2 separate regions of the Pan troglodytes genome follow, and region 1 is linked to region 2. The links are chromatin contacts, called in public HiChIP or PLAC-seq maps. All regions are on one chromosome and are shown on one strand. Each heading gives the region's core, a stretch centred on a gene start, on an enhancer-like site or on the middle of the called end of the contact. The rest is flanking DNA. Distances are from core to core; before and after follow the strand shown.

Region 1 (4,453 bases), core at 1,586-4,085, 180 kb after region 2:
ACTAGACTTAAATGCCACAAGATTCATTTATGAATAAAGACACGTATTAGTTTAAAGACAGCCCAATAGATCAGGACACAAGTGCAGCTGCCTTACTATCAAAAAACAAGCCCAGGCCTCACAAGCTTTTTATTTTGATACAAGTTTCACTATCACTCAACATACACAATACTCTCAAAAGTAAAGCTCTTCTTATACATACAACATGTGAATGAAGACTTCTCAAATATTCTTTTCAAATGCTATACAGATCCTCATAGTAATAGGATTATGGAAAAACCATAAAAAATTAAGAATATGAATAATGAAACTTCTATTTCTCGGCAGTCTTCCCTCTATTGCAAATCTAATTTGTCCCCAAAATGTATATAAGATGTTGAAGTTATTGAAATTTTGGCATCTCTTCCCAATTTGCAGCTAACAATAATTGGAATATGGGAAACAACTCCTGAAAACCTGTAATATTTTAATTAACATAGAATTTATGTTACAATCAAGTTTAACAAAAGTTCACTATAATATTCCCTACAACTTAATCAGTATCTTGCCCTCTCATTTTATATTCAATGATTTCTTTATTTCAAAAACAAAGACATCACATGGTTTGTGACCAACCCCAGTAGCTAGAAGTATTTCCAAATCACTTCTCTCAACTTAAAAAAAAAAAAATTAATGTGAAACAAAGGGAGCTCAAAGCTACATCTTCTAAGGGAAAAATGCTGTGTTTCTTTCACTTAAAAATAAATAGCTGAGTCATAGTAACAAAATTTCACAAAAAGCTGAACTTTCTAAGGTGCACTTTAAAAATTACTCCACTTGCCATGCTGTCCTGGAAACCAACCTGCACGCCTGTCCTAGGAAATCTATTTGTGTCTCTTGAGTCCTTCAATAATGCAGAACATAAAAGTTTCAAAAATGAATCGCAACAACAGCTATCAAAGGAAGTGGGTTTTTTTAAATAATAGCCCTAGGCTCCAATAAAATTAATACCCAAAAATCATCAAAGGGCAAACGCAAAAAGCGTTCTTAAATTTTCTCTAAGTAGCAGTTCCTTGGTTTTACAATTCTTTTCTTTTTCGCTGAAAGGAGAATAAGAAATCCAATTAACAGTGTTAAGGATGAGAACAGTTAGTTCCCAGGCAGAGGATGCAATTTACAATCCAGGCTTGGCCCAGACATTAGCGGGCACACACACGCCAATGCTCAGAGGAAGCTTCAAGAAATGTCACTATCTAACGGAAGTGTTAAGGCCTTATATTTGTAAGGACTATGACCAGCCCTGTAAATAAATACACTGTAAAACGCAACCTAGAAAAACTGCATTGTCCAAAACAACTCAAGACTTTCCTACCATACTCAAAACAGAAAGAACCTGTGTCCTGGACGGCCTCAGGACGACCGCCTCTCACATAGAGAGAAGGGCAGCCCATGTGAATCGGAGTGCCCCCATGTCAACTCTGTGACAGATCCACTGGGAGCATCCGACTGTGATCCGGGCCCTCCTGGGCAGAGGCTGCTGGAAGAGGAACACACAGGCAATCTTCACGGCCCTCCTACTTCCGTTCTCAAAACAGAAATGCACTTTTCTGCTAGTCCTCCGCCCTCAGCCCGGTACCTCTCGACAGCTGTGCCCCCTTCAACGAGCTTAAGTGGAAAGAAAAGCGGTAGTCACCAACTAGGGTCCACGGAATGCGGTTGATCACAGCGCTTCCCCCCGCGATTCCCGCACGCATCCACCGCGGGCGCCCTCCGGAGAGTCGCTCTGGCCGGGGGCACCGCGAAGCAGAAGTCGGCGTCCCAGTTCGCCCCCTACTGTCTCCTCCGCGGGGAAGGGGGGCAGAAAAGCGCAAAGAGGAACTAAATGAACTGCAAGAGGATGCCCTGAAAGCTCCCTCAAAGAGGGGGTGGGGAGGGGGTGGAAACCAAGAAGGGGCGGAAGGAAGGGGGAAGGAAGAGCAGCCAGAGGAGGAAGGGGGCGAGAGCGAGCGCCCGCGAAGGGGACGGGACTTCGGGAGCGCGGCTGCACCCCATTTCCCCCAGCGGGAGAGGGTGCGCCGGCCTTCGGGGCGCTCCGCCCCGGCAGAGGGCAAGGAAAGAAATGAGAGGCGACGTCCCCGTCCCCGTCCCCGCCACTTCGTCGCCCCTCGGGAGGGCTCGGTGGGGACTGCAGTGCCCTCGCAGGGTGGGAAACGGCGGCAACGGCCGCTCGCCCCGTCGGAAGGAGCGGACGGAGGGGCCTCCTCAGGGTGCGCGGGCCCGGCTTTCACGCCCCCAGCGCCGGGAAGGCAGCTCCGCGGTGACGCCGGGCGGCCGTGCCGGTTACCTGAAGCGGGGCGAGTCCTTCAGACACTCCTCGAAATCCACAGTCATCTTCATCCTGCCTCCGCCTCGCAGGCGGCGCTGGCAAAGCCGAGGGGGCCGCGGGAGCGGCCGCGCTGGGGACGCAGACGGCTACGCGGGCGCACGGCCGCGACTAGCGTTGCGCGGAGCTGCGAAGGGCGCCTCGCCCGCTGGTCATAGCAGCCGCGAAGACGGCGACGACTAGTCAGGCCCCAGTCCGGCCCCTCTTCCTCCCGCCCCAAGTAGAGCGCTGGCCGCAGGGAAACGGCCGGGGAGTGACAGCAGCGGCCAGCCAGCCACGAACCTGGCGGCCAAGGGGCGGGGCATCCGGCAGCACCGCCTGCGGGCGCCCGGGCAACGGGTCTGAGCGACGGCACCCCGAGCCAATGAGCAGCGCGACCGTGGGCACCTCCTTGCCACAACCGCCCCCGAGGGCCAACCGGGATGCGCGGGCGTCGCTAGGCGGGACGCACCGGTTGCTGGGAGGCCGGCAGCTGAGGCTCCTTGGGAAGGAAGTCACGTGGCTGCGGCCGCGCTTCCCTCCGAGCCCCCGCCTCTTCTCCTGCTCCCCGAGCCCCGCCCTGCTGAGCTGCCAGCCCAGAGGAGCAGCCTCCTGCAGGTCTGAGGAAGGAAATTTGCTTTTCAAAGCAGATTGGCAGAAATCTGAAGAGGTTAGAGGCAGAAATTATAAAAGGAAGAGATAGGCTAAGCCAACTATTCCTTTCAGTTTAGAGAAACTGAGGCCAGGAGAGGAGCGAGGATAACTTTAGTGATAAAATCCATCTTTCATGTATTTGTTCCATAGCTTCATAATCTGGAAATTGCTCCCATGTACATCTTCTCATATAGCCAGAGACCACTTCCTGAAGGAGCTGCCTTTTGGGTTGGACATAGAAAGATTTCGGCAGGTATGGGAGGTAGGGTGCTTCGTGTGGAGGAACTCCCCGCAAAACTGCAGAAAGCATTCCCCCTCACTGACACTTTGCTCCTGGTGGTTCTCACTGTTCTGCCATGGTGGGGTTCTGAAGACCAGGCTCATCGTACTCACCTTGCAACACCTGCCCCTCTAATCCACACTTTTTCTAGAAGCACTTTAAGATACTTATCATCTGATCCTCACGGCAGGTATTTACCATACTCCTTGATTTTAAGATGCCATTGATCGTAAAAAGTACAAAGATGTCTTATATGTAATGAGTAATTTTTAAGCCAACCTAAAAAACACGGGCGTATCTATAAAAATGAATATGCAGGGTGTTCTAACAGCATAGTGGCTCTGAGTGAGAATCTGGAGGCAAACTTCCTGGATTTAGGTCCCAGCTTTCTCACTTTAAAATGAACATAACACACAGATCTGATGAAGTTGTCCGGTTAACACAGTGCCACATATCGATCGTTCAGTAAATGTTGGCTATTTTAATTGTACCATTTGCCTCTTCAGTACTATAATCAAAGGGCTTGAGTCTAAGTTCTCTCACTTTCACTGTCTGAAGTTTTTGTTTGTCTCAAAAACAAACAATTTCGTTCCGTTCCCCAGGCTGGTCTCAAACTCATGGCCTCAAGTGATCCTTCTGTCTCAGCCTCCCAAAATGCTGAGATTACAGGTGTGAGCCACACACCCAGCCTTCTAAAGTCTTAATATAACTTTCTGACCGTCTGGCTAAGTATAGCATGATGACATACTGTTTTTCGTAACCCATCAAGAGATATCTTGATCTCTTTAGCATCTTTAGAAATTAACAGTATAGACAGGGCATGGTGGCTCACACCTGTAATCCCAGCACTTTGGGAGGCCGAGGTGAGCAGATTCCTTGCTCCAGGAGTTCCAGACAACCTGGGCAACATGGTGAAATCCTGTCTCTACAACTCAACAAAAATATACAAAAAATTAGCCAGGCACATGCCTATAGTCCCAGTTACTCATGAGGCTGAGGTGGAAGGGTCACTTAAGCCTAGGAAGTCAAGACTGCAGTGAGCCATGATTGTGCCACTGCACTCCAGCCTGGGTAGACAGAGCAAAACACTGTATCAAAAAAAAAAAAAAAAAAAGGAAAAGGGAAAATTAACAGCATAATTCTGAGGCATTTCAGAGAATATAGAAGCATTATATTCA
Region 2 (4,307 bases), core at 564-3,063:
GTCTAGAGACTTTCTCAGGAGAGGTGAAAGCTGAGTAAAGAATGGCCAAGGGCCCAAGAGGACACTGTGGGCAGACAGTACAGCATGTATAAGGCCCACTCCATACATAGCTAAGGTATGAGGTGCATGTAGACAAAGCAGGAGAGGTGAAGCCAGAGAAGTGGACCAGGCTCACAACACAACAGCCCTACCAATAAACTGGGACTTCACTCCGTAGGCAACAAGGAGCTATCACAGACTCCCGAAGCCTGTAGGATCCTGGCAGCAGCTCCCCTAGTCACTCACATAACACAACTCCTGCCTCAGCATGCTTCCCCAACCAACATCAGTCTCCACCCTTTAATATTACCTACTACTCCTTAAAATCTGGCCTCGGATCCCCTCTGTACAACTATTAGGTCAAAATCAAACAAGCAATTTGACCTAGGCAATTCACACTATGTCAGGAACACATCTCAGACAAGGAGAGCCAGGCAGTGAAGAGAGATGATAAACAGAGATGGAAGCTGTCATGGAGGCAGATTGGTCCAGCCTGGGACAAGGCGACCAGCTGTGCTCTCCCCAGATCATATCTGTTCCTCTTGAGCTTTCTCTTCCTCATTCGGAGGAACTCCAGGCTTCTCTAAATGGGTTCATGACCCTTGGAGGAAGGGGGAAAAGGGACACAGAGAGGAGATAAGATGGTTCACAATGAGTTTGACCAGATCCTACTGAAATACCTTAAGAGCAATGAGAAGTGTCACTGCAACTTCAACACTTCCAGAGGCCTCACCAAGGCCCTCTCCAGTTGCTCAGGATGACTACTGGTGACCAGTCCCATCCTCATCAGTCAAAAACTGAGGAACATAAACAGAGGTGCAGACTCTGAAGGCAGTGCTGAACCCTGCAACGTTAGCAAAATGGGGGCGCGCGGAATCTCCTGGGGGCTGCACTTAACTGGGGGAGAGGAAAACGAGGCGGTCATTAAAAACGCAGCTCCACTCCTCAGCACCAGCTGAGGGCGTCTGGCTCCCGGACACGCCCCCGAACGAGACCTCCCGCAAGTTGTGAACACTACACTGCAAGCGGGCAGCTCAGGGAAGATCCTACCCGCTAGTTCCCCGGATCCCCTCCGGGAGCGCGCACTGACCTCGCCTAGGATGGGGTGGGCCACCCACCGGGAGTCCCCAGCCGCGGCCCGCTCACCTTGCACTTGAAGCCAGCGGCGGGCGGCAGGAGCTCCCGCAGCAGGCCCTTGGCCACCTCGCGGCTGGCCTCCTCGCTCACGAAGTGAAGGTTAAGCACCTCGTGCGCCTCGAACTTGGCGAGACGCAGCAGTGAGCGCAGCGCGACGCGGGCCTTGGCCTGCAGCGCGGCATTGTGCTCCGCCTTGGTGAACATCATCAGCAGGTGGTAGTCCACCGGCCCGGCACCGCCGCCCTCCAAGCTCTTGGCCTTCGCGCCGGGGGCTGGCGCCACGGAGCCCCGCGCTAGCTCCAGCGCGGGCGGCGAGGGCGCGGCGGGAGCCCCGGCGCGGGCCTCCTTCAGCCTCTTGGTGGCGCTGGAGAAGGTCTCCCGGCCTGAGCCGAGGTAGTAGAAGGCGCAGACGGCCAGCGCCGCGGCCAGCAGCAGGGCGCAGTAGTGGGAGCGTATAGCGCCCAGGCGCGCCATGGCCCGAGCGCATGGGAGCCCGCCTCGGAGGAGGCCCATGCGCTACGAGGCCGCGGCGCCAGCGGTGCCAGCAACGCGGGAGAGCCCTCGGGTACCCGGACGCCGGCGGCCACTTAGCCCCGGCGCCAGGCGGCGGCCATGGCAGGGGCGGGGCCGCGCCGCCTGGAGCCAATCGCGGGTGCCGGTGCGCGGAGGGGCGGGGCCGGGCGTGCCGAAACCGCTGGGTCCTAGGTTCCAAGGGTATTAGAGGAGGGGTTAGGGTGGGATCCGGCGCCCGGCGTTGGGAGGGGCGGATTCCGGACTCCAGCGTGCTGAGGGCTGGCCCGCTGTCCCGGCTGAGAAATGGCGCCCTACGCGGCGAGCCCCAGAGGATATCCAAGCTGAGTCTTGAAGGGAATGGAGGCGCCCGAACAGAGGAACTTAGGTTAGCCAAAAGCGAAGCTGGAGGCACCAAGAGGTAAAACTTTAGTCTCTGCACCTTTTTTCCCTCAATTTCTTGGAGGCTTTAAGCCGTCTCGGCCTCTCCCTGCACACGAGCTGCAGCTAGGCAATTTAAACCGGCAGCTCCTCCCTTTTCCCCCGCCCTGGGAGGAAATGGCCCGGGCCGCACGTCGCGCCGGAGGCCGAGCGGAGGGAGGCTGGAGGATGTGGCCAGCAGGGGGCCCCCGCCGCCCGCACGAACCTGCGAGGCTGCTCCCCGAGCCCCAGCACCGCAAAGCCCTGGAGGGCGACATTCATCCACTTTTGTTTTATAAACAGACTTTTAACACTTTATCAAGAGCCTCCTTGAGAGTACCAGGGAGTTTTGCACGCCGAGGTCACGTGCCCAAAGTCACACAGCTAGCCAGTAGCAGTTTTGACCCTAGGCAGTTGCACACTGCTAACTAGATAAAAACGTACTAACTTCAGTCTTCTAAGAATTGAGGCTATACCAGTAGTTTTTAAGTAAACACGTGCAAGTGCTGTGCATGCTGTCTAAATAGACAAAGAACTTGAGTAACTACAGTAACCCTTCAGTTCTTTGGCCAAGTTCTCTGATTTCTGACCAGAGATTAGGTAAACGGTTTTTCCTGTTGAGTCATTTCCACATTGTAAGGTTGCATGGATTATCCAACCTCTCTGCTTCAGACCTTGGCTTACATGTCACTACCTACACAAATGATCTCTAAATACCTCCTATCCAGTGTCTGGGCTAAGTGCCATCCTCAGTAATTCTGTGAGGGCCACCTAAATATATGTACTACCCTAGTCTCATCTTTCTTCATTGCAAGAACACGTGACTCCAAGAGAACAATATACATTTGTTTTTTATTAACCACAGTATACCCAGTACCTAACACGGTGCCTACCACATTGGATGAGTCTCAAAAATATACTCAACCATTGAAACAGCATTTTTATTTCTAGAAAATCTTACTAATAATTTAAGAATGTTCAAAATATTTAACCATAAGAAAAAAGCAAGGCCAAGCATGGTGGCTTAGGCCGGGAATGGTGGCTCACGCCTGTAATCCTAGCACTTTGGGAGGCTGAGGAGGGCAGATCACCTGAGGCCAGGAGTTCGAGACCAGCCTGCCCAACATGGCGAAACCCCGTCTCTACTAAAAATACAAAAAATTAGCCAGACATGGTGGCGGGCGCCTGTAATCCCAGCTACTCAGGAGGCTGAGGCAGAAGAATCGCTTGAACCTGAGAGGTGGAGGTTGCAGTGAGCCGAGATCATAACACTGCACTCCAGCCTGGGCGACAAGAGCAAAACTCTGTCTCAAAAAAAAAAAAAAAAAAAAAAAAAAAAAGGCAGTGTGGTGGCGGACACCGGTAATTCCAGCTACTCGAGAGGCTGAGGCAAGAGAATCGCTTGAACCCAGGAGGCAGAGGATGCAGTGAGCCGAGATTGTGCCTCTGTACTCCAGCCTGGGGAAAGAGAGCGAGACCCTGTCTCAAAAAGCAAACATAAAAATAAAGCAAAGCTAGGTTCATGATGGCAAAAAATCAGAATCAAATGGTCATCAATAAAGTGGTTAAAGCTAAAATAATGCAGTCATTAAAAGTGATGTTTTCAACAAACTGCAGGTGGAAATTTAAAAAACTAACAAATGGGTGAGGTGGCTCATACCCGTACTCCAAGCTATGTGGGAGACTGAGGTGGGAGGATCACTTGAGCTCAGGGGTCCAAGGCTGCAGTGAGCTACGATCGCCACAGGACTCCAGCCTGGATGACAGTGCGAGACCCCAATTCCAAAAAAAAATAGTAATGGTAACAAATGGGAAAAAAAACCTATAGAGACTAAGAAACATATTCACCAACTGCAACGTATGGAACTTATGTGAATTCTGATTTGCACGATCTATTTTAAAAATCGTATTTGAGACAACCAATTTGAATATTGATTACGTAGTTTTACAGTTTAAGAAGTGTTACGATTTTGTAAACAGTCCTCAACTTTTAGATGTACATACGGAATGATTTGCTGGTGAAAGGTCTAGGATCTGGTTCCAAAAAAAAGTCCAGGAAAGGGGAAAAATGGGTAGGAGAATAAATATAAGCCATGAGCTTATAGCTATTGATTTTCTCTACCTGTACATGCTTGAAATTTCCCATAAAGTTCTCCCCATCTATTAAGTGAAAGAAGTGGGTAACTGTATGATCCCATTAT

Evidence for each region. HiChIP or PLAC-seq counts read pairs in DNA pulled down with a chosen protein or histone mark.
Region 1: a contact with region 2 is called in an H3K4me3 HiChIP or PLAC-seq map of stem cell-derived excitatory neurons, with 3 times the contacts expected there. The contact joins the promoter of ACAP2 here to the promoter of XXYLT1 in region 2. A contact is called at or near these places in 1 of 7 Hi-C or Micro-C datasets (stem cell-derived neural progenitor cells) and 1 of 1 datasets of contacts at active chromatin or transcription factors (stem cell-derived excitatory neurons).

The regions. Positions count from the first base shown.
Region 1 is chr2:198,631,397-198,635,849 of NHGRI_mPanTro3-v2.0_pri, forward strand. It overlaps ACAP2 (ArfGAP with coiled-coil, ankyrin repeat and PH domains 2), which reads right to left and starts at 2,836. Exons shown (of 24, transcript XR_010155408.1): 1 at 2,324-2,836.
Region 2 is chr2:198,456,432-198,460,738 of NHGRI_mPanTro3-v2.0_pri, forward strand. XXYLT1 (xyloside xylosyltransferase 1) reads right to left here and starts at 1,814. Exons shown (of 4, transcript XM_516961.7): 1 at 1,186-1,814. The coding sequence starts at 1,689.